2 separate regions of the Sparus aurata genome follow, and region 1 is linked to region 2. Evidence: chromatin contacts called from public Hi-C data. All regions are on one chromosome and are shown on one strand. The core of a region is the stretch at or near the end of the contact, and the rest is flanking DNA. Distances in the headings are between cores, read along the strand shown. Region 1 holds the start of ttk (ttk protein kinase). Region 2 holds the start of dop1a (DOP1 leucine zipper like protein A).

Region 1 (4,524 bases), core at 1,705-4,204, 240 kb before region 2:
AAACGTTCCGCCCCAGTGCTGTTTCATGTCAAAACTCCTGAATTGGTGGCGTCTCTCATCTCTGTCCCATGGCTGCCATCTTTGAGCTGGGAGGAGCAGGAACAGGGAAGTACAGCGTGGTGCTGCTGCGTTCAAGTACGGTCGGAAACTGAGGGAGCAGCGCTTGTAATTCCCTCTGGGCTATTGTAAACCCTGACTCTTGTGTCTTCTGAAACAAGATATTTCATTCATTTTTATTTCAATATTTCAGATACATATTCTATACATTCATGTAGAGTTTATAGTCTGAACTAACAGTCACAACACATGCAAGTGGAAAGGTGTCAATGTGTCTTTATTCAGTTACCAGGACTCACCAGTCTCTGTTTTTGCCATATCATTTGGCTGATATTATTGGCCTATCAGGGATATGTCATTTAATACTGTATATGTTGTCTGTTATCAGCTAATATGACATGTCTTTGTTTTAACAGAACGTAAAGTTATAAAAGCTGCTTGGGGGATTTATAATTTTCAAGTTCCAAGTGAAGTTTGCCATGTCAGTGCACTGATATCATCTTTGGAAAACAATATTATATTGTTAAACTGTAAAATATCCTGCCTCTATCACATAGCTTTGTCATAAGTGTGTGATAATCACATATTACGGATTAAGAAATGTGTGTATATTAGCAAATATATCTGAGTTTTTTTTACTCACAAATACAGTAGCTCTGAGATCGAAAAGTGGCCAAAAGCATGTCAATTGCTGCTCAGCGGTGTATACTGATCCCTAGACTGGTCCACCGATCCTTGGAGTGGTATGTCGCTGTTATTCCGCTGGTATTCCATTGACACATGACGGTATGTGCCACTTTAGACTGTTATGCCATTGAAAGACTGTTGGATGGGTACCACCCCCTGATGAATATAATGCCACTGGGCTGGTTTTATAGCAAGTACTGCTGTAAATGTATACATTTTTTGAGTCTTTATTGACATTGCTAACTTAACACATTGTCTCAAATAAAGGAATATATGCATTTCTGTTGTATGTTATGTTGTTGGCATGTAGGCATATATAAAGTAATTACACTCGGATTCTTGCGATATGATAGTAAAGTAATATTAATACATTTCTGCCTATAAACTACTCAAAGCTAATGGAAGAGCTAGCCTTAGCTAACATGGCTAATGTTGCTCAACTTTTCTGCTATCGAGTCACCGGTAAGTTACCCATCCAACAGTCTTTCAATCGCGTAACAGTCTCAAGTGGCACATACCGTAATGTGTAGGGGAAATAACAGTAGAATGTCAGCGACATTCCACTCCAAGGATCGGTATACCAGTCTAGGTATCGGTACATACCGCTTCGGCTACTTTTCGATCTCACCGTCACTCCACAAATATCGGACTGACGTCAAGCCAGCCTCCACTCCGAGCTAGCCCCCAGTTATTTTCAGGTGCATGTATAGTAGATATTACGGTAATGCAGTCCAAGAACGGAATTCAAAATAAAAGCACGGATTTATGAACACAATTTGCAAGCTCACATGAACGCATTCATTCAGTCGATTAGTTAATTAATTAATTGAGCATTTAAGGAATTAATTAATTGATTATTTACTTAATTCAAATTACCATACTAAATCTGATCACATTGAAGCCTTAGAAGATGGAGGCCATGGCATTTTAATTATGTGAATAATTAGTCCAACATAAAAATAAAAAGTATATTGTAAGTATATTGAGTATCTCATGAGGAACTTCAAAATAAAAGCCTACTTAATAGTCAAATATTTTCAATGTTTCCCTCAAATTCAGATTTACATTAAAGGAAACCTACCTGTTTCAACAGACTAATTTCAGTTCAGATCGATAGTTTTCCACCCCAGAGAATCACTCAAATAATATCAGGAAGTTCTGACGTGGAATTTCTGAGGTGGAGTACTATTAGTCTCAAGAGAAATCAGTCTGTGGAAACAGGCAGTTTCCCTCCAATATCAATCTGAATTTGAGGGAAATATTGAAAATATTTCACATTTCAGAGGGCTTTAATTTTGATATTCCACACCAGAACTCCCTGATATTACATGAGTGACTCTCTGAGGTGGAGTACTATAAGTCTGCTGTAAAATTACCCTGTGGAAACAGATAGTTTCCTGAATCTGGAATTAAGAGAGAAATATCGGAAATATTTGACATTTTAGAGGGCTTTCATTTTAGAAATTTCACATCAGAACGTCTTGGAATTATCTGATTGACTGGCTGAGGTGGAGTACTATCAGTCTTAACTGAAATTAGTCTGTAGAAACAGGGAGTTTCCTCTTAATGTAATTTTGACTTGATATTACGTGGGCTTTTATTTTGAAATTCTCCATCAAAAACTCCAGATATTGTGTTTATTTTTATGTTGGGCTAATTATTCACACAGATGAACTGTCATGGCCTCCATCTTCTAAGGCTTCAGTGTGATCAGAATTAGGATGGTAAAATGAATTAAGTTGATAATCAATGAATTAATTCCTTAAATGCTTAATTAATTGATTAACTAATCGTTTAATAATTCATCAATCAACTAACAGACTGACTGACTGATTGAATTCCTGTGAAATCGCAGCTTGGCTTCGTAAGTCTCTGCTTTTATTTTGAATTCTGTGCTGGCACTGCATTACCGTAATAATAACTACATACAGGCACCACAAAATAACTGGCGGTTAGGTTGACCGGGGTTTTCGGAGTGGAGGCGGGCTTGACCACAGTAATAAACGTATCGAATCCCAAAAATGTGTTCAGGCCTGTGTTGAGCCTAGATCGAGTTAGTTTTTTTATGAGAAAGTGGGATGAGGAGTGGAGAAGAACTCTTCTTTTAAATTTAGAGCAGCCAAAAGTGTTATTTAAATTTAGTAGAGGGCGGTAATACAAAATCCTGGATGCAAACCGCCCTCAAAGACAAGCAACGAAGAAGAGCCCGACGAACCCCTGTCGTCACCCTAATCTATCCAATCAGCACACGACTTGGGCGGAAGTGGGATATTTGAAAGCTGGCAGTTGATGTCGAGCCTTTTTTCCTGCCCCATAAGAGTGAAAAGGGATTAATGACAGCGAAAACATGGTGAGGTTATTTTGAAACGGAATGTGTTGTTTTAATGTTGTTAAAAAATGGCCTTATACTTTGCCTTGTGCACGTTTGACTTCCTCTGAGCTTGCGTGACTCGCAGGGGAGCCAGTTCGCTAACCTAGTTATCGTTAACAGCGCCGTTAGCTCATGTTAGCACCTAGCTATCTGAGCTAACTCGGATTGTAAACACGAAAGAGAACATGATTTGGTAAAGGAAAGGCGGTGTCCAGTTTTGAGCCTTAAATATGCTACTGGAAGTATGTGTTGATTTGCAGCAATTGTACACAACTTACCTTGTCGTTTCAAGAAAGTAAAGGCATTAGTTTTGTTGTCGACATGTCAACAAATACTCAACTGCTCTTCGTTACAATAGAACATGTATAATTTTCTTTCAGCACATCTTCCCTTGCATGTTAAATGTCTCTTATAACGTCACCGGTTTGGCATAGTGTCTTGTAAGGATTTTTAAAAGGTCTGAAGTCATGCTTATGAGTAGGCCTAATGCACATTGTCATATTGAGTAAGGAATTATTAAATCGTCATTATTTTAACAGAATGTGGTGTCCTCGGTGTATATTTTCATTTCAGGATATGTGCATAACCTTGTCTGGGCTGATGTAATGTTTCTACCCCACAATTTCAGATGGAGGAAGAGGAGCACACTGACAGAAAGCAGCAGCTTGCCATGATTTATCAAAAACTGAACAAAATAAAAAAGTATCTCAATGAAGGTAATGGTGTGACACTGTAACATCCATACATATCATCCATGCATATTGTATGTCCACACTTAATAAAGTCATCCTGTTGCCCTGCACTCGTTACAGATGACACAGACAATATTAACCAGGTTATCCACACCAACTCCCCTGAATCATGCCTGTCATATTTGGCGGACCTGGAGAAGAAGGGGGACCCTCACCTGGATAGAAACCACCTCACCAGACTTGTTGACTTTTATACCCGAGTATTCTCCAATATGCCACTGGGGAAGCACTGTGAGAATGAGAGCTATGCCAGGATGTTGGTCAGATTTGCAGAGCTAAAAGTGTGAGTTACCATAGTTATTACAAACATATCAAACACCTTTGTCCTCATTCTAGTTTTAATTCTGTGTTCATTAGTCAATAAAGTAAGCCAGACTTAAAATATTTTGATGTGCTTTTCAAAAAATATATTTTTTTCTTTCATTAGAATTCAAGATGTGAATGAAGCAGAAGCCAACTTCACCGTGGCAAGATCTCACAGCCAGAAGTTTGCATTTGTTCACATTGCACATGCACAGTTTGAACATTCTCAAGGTAGAGAAAAGAGCTTTTTGATGGTCTTTGTCAGGTATTCTTATGACATGTTAGCTGGGGTATTTCAGTGTCTGCTTTGTTGTCTCACTAGGCAACACAAAGAGAGCCATTTACATATTACAG
Region 2 (4,463 bases), core at 674-3,173:
GAGAGAGATAAGGAGAGGAGGAGAGATAGAGAGAGAGAGAGATAGATAGAGATAGAATAGATAAGAAAGATATATATATATATAAATGAGAGATGAGATAGTATATAGAGAGAGAAGAGAGATAGATATATAGAGATCGTATATATATACATGAGATAGATATAGATATAGATATATATAATATATATATAGGTAATATAATAGATAGACATATTATATACATATATATATAGTAATATATATATATATATAATATATATAATATATATATAACATATATATAATATATATATATAATATATATATAATATATATATATATCTTCCTTATATATCTTCCCCTTTTTTTAGAATTAAGGTACAGACAGCCCTTACACAACAGTGTCTTCACTGATGGACTATTTGTGTAGTGTAATGACAAACAGAGGAATCTCTGAGGATAAGGGACTTGTCGTCAAAACTTAGTATATGTTAATGCTTGTTACACGACCGACAACAAACAGAAGAATAACATGCGTCTTCTCTGTCAGACCCCTTTATTTAGTCCAGAGAAAGATAAACCCAGTAATTCCTTAAGTAACTAATTTCCTGAGACATTGTTGTACAAAAAATTTGTTTTTTTAAATGTCGTTGAATGGTTCACTGAAACAACAGAGACGTAACATTTAACGGTATAGCTGACGCTAGCTATCTATGCTAAGTTAGCTAACGCTCGAGGCTAGCCTTGCTAGGAAATACAAACATGTGAAATGGCTGTAATAACTGTCTCTGTTAATTTATCTCGCTATCTTTCAGAATAATTACCCGACAATGAGAAGTCCAGTCTGGAGCCTTTTCCTCAGCTCTAAGAAGACTCCAACTCCATGTGTTTTAGCTGGCATCTCCAAGTCTGACATTCAGGGAGCGCAGGATTCAGACAGAACGGAAAAAGAAATGAACAGCACACTAACCAAAACTACAACTGGGTGACTGCGGATAGTAACATAGCATCCAAAGTAAGACAAACATAAAGCACGTCTATCTCACTTGGTAGACACAAGAGGCTGTACCAGTCTGCAGCGTGACAATACCGGTGCTGTCAAGGACAGCGAAGACGAAGAAGAGCATCCGGTCAGATATTTCAAAATAAAGTGAAATGCTTCAAGTGCCAATGCATAATGATTTGTCTTTCACCTCCTTTATCGACATACTTATAATGTGTATGAATTAGAGGGTAAACAGTATTAATGGTTTGGGATGTGACTAACACTGTCTTCAAGTGAAGGCAGGTATCTTGCATTTTTGATCATGTGGATAGAGAGTAGTGATGAAACAACATTTGCCAACAATGGTTTGGGGTATTTACAATATATAGCTTTCGAAACATTCCCCTTGTGAATCATGCTGGTCAACTAAATTGTGTATTTGCTATTGTAGGATTAATCCCACGTGGTGTCCAAATACGTTTTTGCCTTTCACTGCTGTAATACTCCGAACCACTGTCTGATTGAACTGGTTTCCCAGGCGCAAGTATTTGCTTTCGGGACTCTTTTATTTAGGAATATGCCATTTAAGAATATGTTATTTAAAGACTTTGGCCTGGGGGTCCCAGGGCAGTTGCATTAATGTTGCAGAGTTTAAATTATTTATTGTTGTTATCTTTTTGACAAAAAATAAGAAAATAAGACCACAGCCTCTGTCTTCAGAGTTTGGAGAGGTGAGTAGCTATGTTCTGCAGCTAAATAAATGAAGCACTGGGTAATTTAACATATCAAGAACAATAGCATACAATAATATACATTTCAATTTGGGGGAAATACAGGATAGGATTTAAGTAAAGTCCGTGGGGAGTATCCAGCTTTTATTTTGAAGACTCGGCACACCATTTCCGGGGGTGTTTGGTGTCAGTGCGGTCGACTTGACAAATCTCGGGGGCGGAAGACGTCCATGCGGAAGAGCGGAGCCGTTGGACGCTATGGTTGGACGTAGGGCTGATCTGCAGTGCAGTCTGGGAGCTGTCAATCGTCTCGCTTTGTATCTCTGGCACTGGAAGCTGCCGATGCGCTCATCACTGTTTATTTACACACTGCGGGACACTACGAAGAGAAATATGAGTATGTAGAAAATAGATACCTATTGTCTGCCTCCAAAGCCTTCTTGTCAGGGGACCTGCTGTATGTATGAGCGGGTGACATCGGACCGGGCCCTGCATCTCCATCATTTAAACACCCTGCTACCAACGCTAGCTAGCTCGCTGGTGTCATTATTGACGCTGTCAGCCGTTTTTACTGGGTGAACCGGCCACATGATTGAATGACAGTTGCTGGCCCGTGTCCTTTGACGGTAAGCTTTCATATGCGCTTACATTTTAATCGATATTCAGTGGCGTGTATGTTAGCGGAAATCACCTTTCCTAGCTAGTGACAAGGTAGCTGTTAGCTGAACCGTTACTGTAACAGTCCCTCTCCCGGCAGTAACACGCTTATTACCGAAGCTAGAATATTTAGTGAGTGTTTCACAGCTAAAGTGGAGCTTGTAGTATTTTTTTTTCTTTGTGAAATTTTCAGCACTGCACGTTTAACGTTACATCTGAAAACGCTCACCATGTTTGGACGACAGGTGTGCGTACCTGCTCCGCCGTTACTGGGTCGTTGACACTTCACAGCCAGACTTGAAGTTCGTTTAAGTCTGTTTGAGAAGCAAACATAACTGAGCTAGCACAAGCTAGCCTCTGAGACAGCCTTACATTTCCCTGAGTTTTCAGCCACACTAACGTTACTGCCCTTAGCCACCTTTTTTTTTTTGTAATTCTGTGTGAGTGTGCGGGCTACTACTTCTTAAGAGTCCATCCACTCCGTTATCTGCTGTAAGACAACGTTTCACGGCAGACATTTTGACGCGTCACAGCAGGGAAAGGCTCAGGTGTAACTACTAACATGGATCAGTAGAATTGTGCTTGTTGGCTCTCTGGTACGGTTTCCTGGGATGACCACATACGTTGAGTCACCATTTAAGTTATCAGTTCCACCTGTTATTGTTGTGACAGGGCAGAATGTCTCTCATAGAAAATACTACAAATATGTCCCTTGCCTTTTTCTCTTCCTCCCAAGATCCTATCACTCCCCTCTTAGGAATGAGTGACTAAAGGTCACTAGGTCACATCTTGTTTGGCACGCTCATGTTAGCATGTGTAGCTGCTCTCTTCAGCATTTATGCCTTTTTAATCAAAGCTTGTTTATGTAGCGTGCTCAGACTCATCAGACTCATCAGACTCATCCCTCCCCTGTTCGCCAGCTGCAGAAACCCTTGCATTATATCGGTGAAAGCAGCACTGGGTGAAAATGGATGACTCCTTGTATTCTCTACACTTCTCAGATTTTCGGGGGAGTTCATTCGATGATTCAGCGCGTCAGTGGTCTTACCTACTCACTAAACAAAGATCGTAATGGACTTGCTCCTCATGATAATTGTATGACTCAGTCTATTGAAATGGCTCCAGCTACACCCTGATAAATATTCCAACAGATTCTGTTTGAGATAGGCTTGGACTAACTCTTAATTGTCAAGCAAGAGGATGACTCGACTAATCTGTTATTTTATCTTCTGTGCTTTCATCGCAGGTGTGATGTACCTATGTGTGCCTGGTGTTTTACATTAGCGCTTAATAACCACCCAGGAGAATGAATGCAGAGGAAGTGGAGCTGCTCAGTGACTCCAAGTACAGGAACTATGTGGCAGCAGTGGACAAGGCCCTCAAGAACTTTGAGTACTCCAGTGAGTGGGCAGACCTCATCTCAGCACTGGGCAAACTCAACAAGGTAATGATCGCAGACAGACCCCGGCATGAAATACACGGCAGTAGTTTGCAAGTTATTGTGAAGGCAAAAAGACATACATGAGGGTTGAATATACATTTAAAAAAAAAAACGAGCACACCAACACTTGTCTGCCCTCACCCACCGTTGTATGTACTTTACATCCCAGGTTTTGCAGAACAATGCAAAATACCAGGTGGTTCCAAAGAAGTTGACGATAGGCAAGCGGCTGGCCCAATGCCTCCACCCCGCCCTGCCCAGTGGGGTGCACCGGAAAGCCTTGGAGACCTACGAGATCATCTTCAAGATCATTGGACCCAAGAGGCTGGCCAAAGACCTCTTTCTTTACAGGTAATACTGTCGTACTACTTACAGTGACCGCCGAATGAAGTCTGCAGCTAGTATCAGATCTTGACTTCGCTTTTTCATCGCTGCAGCTCTGGGCTATTCCCTTTACTCTCCAACGCTGCTATGTCTGTGAAGCCTGTGCTGCTGGGGCTCTATGAGACCTACTATCTGCCCTTGGGGAAGACGCTGAAGCCAGGACTACAGGGGCTACTGACTGGGGTCCTGCCAGGCCTGGAGGAGGGCTCCGAGTATTACGACAGGTAAGACGAGCAGGAATGGAAAGAAAAACACTTTTAATGTATACGTGAGGGCATTGGAAACA

The links. Hi-C and Micro-C count contacts between places; a contact is called where the count stands out from the background.
Region 1: a contact with region 2 is called in a Hi-C map of an unstated tissue, with 2.1 times the contacts expected there. The contact joins the promoter of ttk here to the promoter of dop1a in region 2. A contact is called at or near these places in 2 of 2 Hi-C or Micro-C datasets (skeletal muscle and an unstated tissue).

What each region holds. Positions count from the first base shown.
Region 1 is chr17:11,106,375-11,110,898 of fSpaAur1.1, reverse strand. ttk (ttk protein kinase) reads left to right here and starts at 2,954. Exons shown (of 25, transcript XM_030392502.1): 1 at 2,954-3,094; 2 at 3,744-3,831; 3 at 3,928-4,150; 4 at 4,295-4,401; 5 at 4,493-4,524. The coding sequence starts at 3,092. It overlaps ebag9 (estrogen receptor binding site associated antigen 9), which reads right to left and starts at 128. Exons shown (of 7, transcript XM_030393177.1): 1 at 1-128.
Region 2 is chr17:10,863,515-10,867,977 of fSpaAur1.1, reverse strand. dop1a (DOP1 leucine zipper like protein A) reads left to right here and starts at 1,923. Exons shown (of 37, transcript XM_030394038.1): 1 at 1,923-2,321; 2 at 3,599-3,796; 3 at 3,963-4,144; 4 at 4,231-4,401. The coding sequence starts at 3,659. ube3d (ubiquitin protein ligase E3D) reads right to left here and starts at 1,079. Exons shown (of 10, transcript XM_030392673.1): 1 at 804-1,079. The coding sequence starts at 895.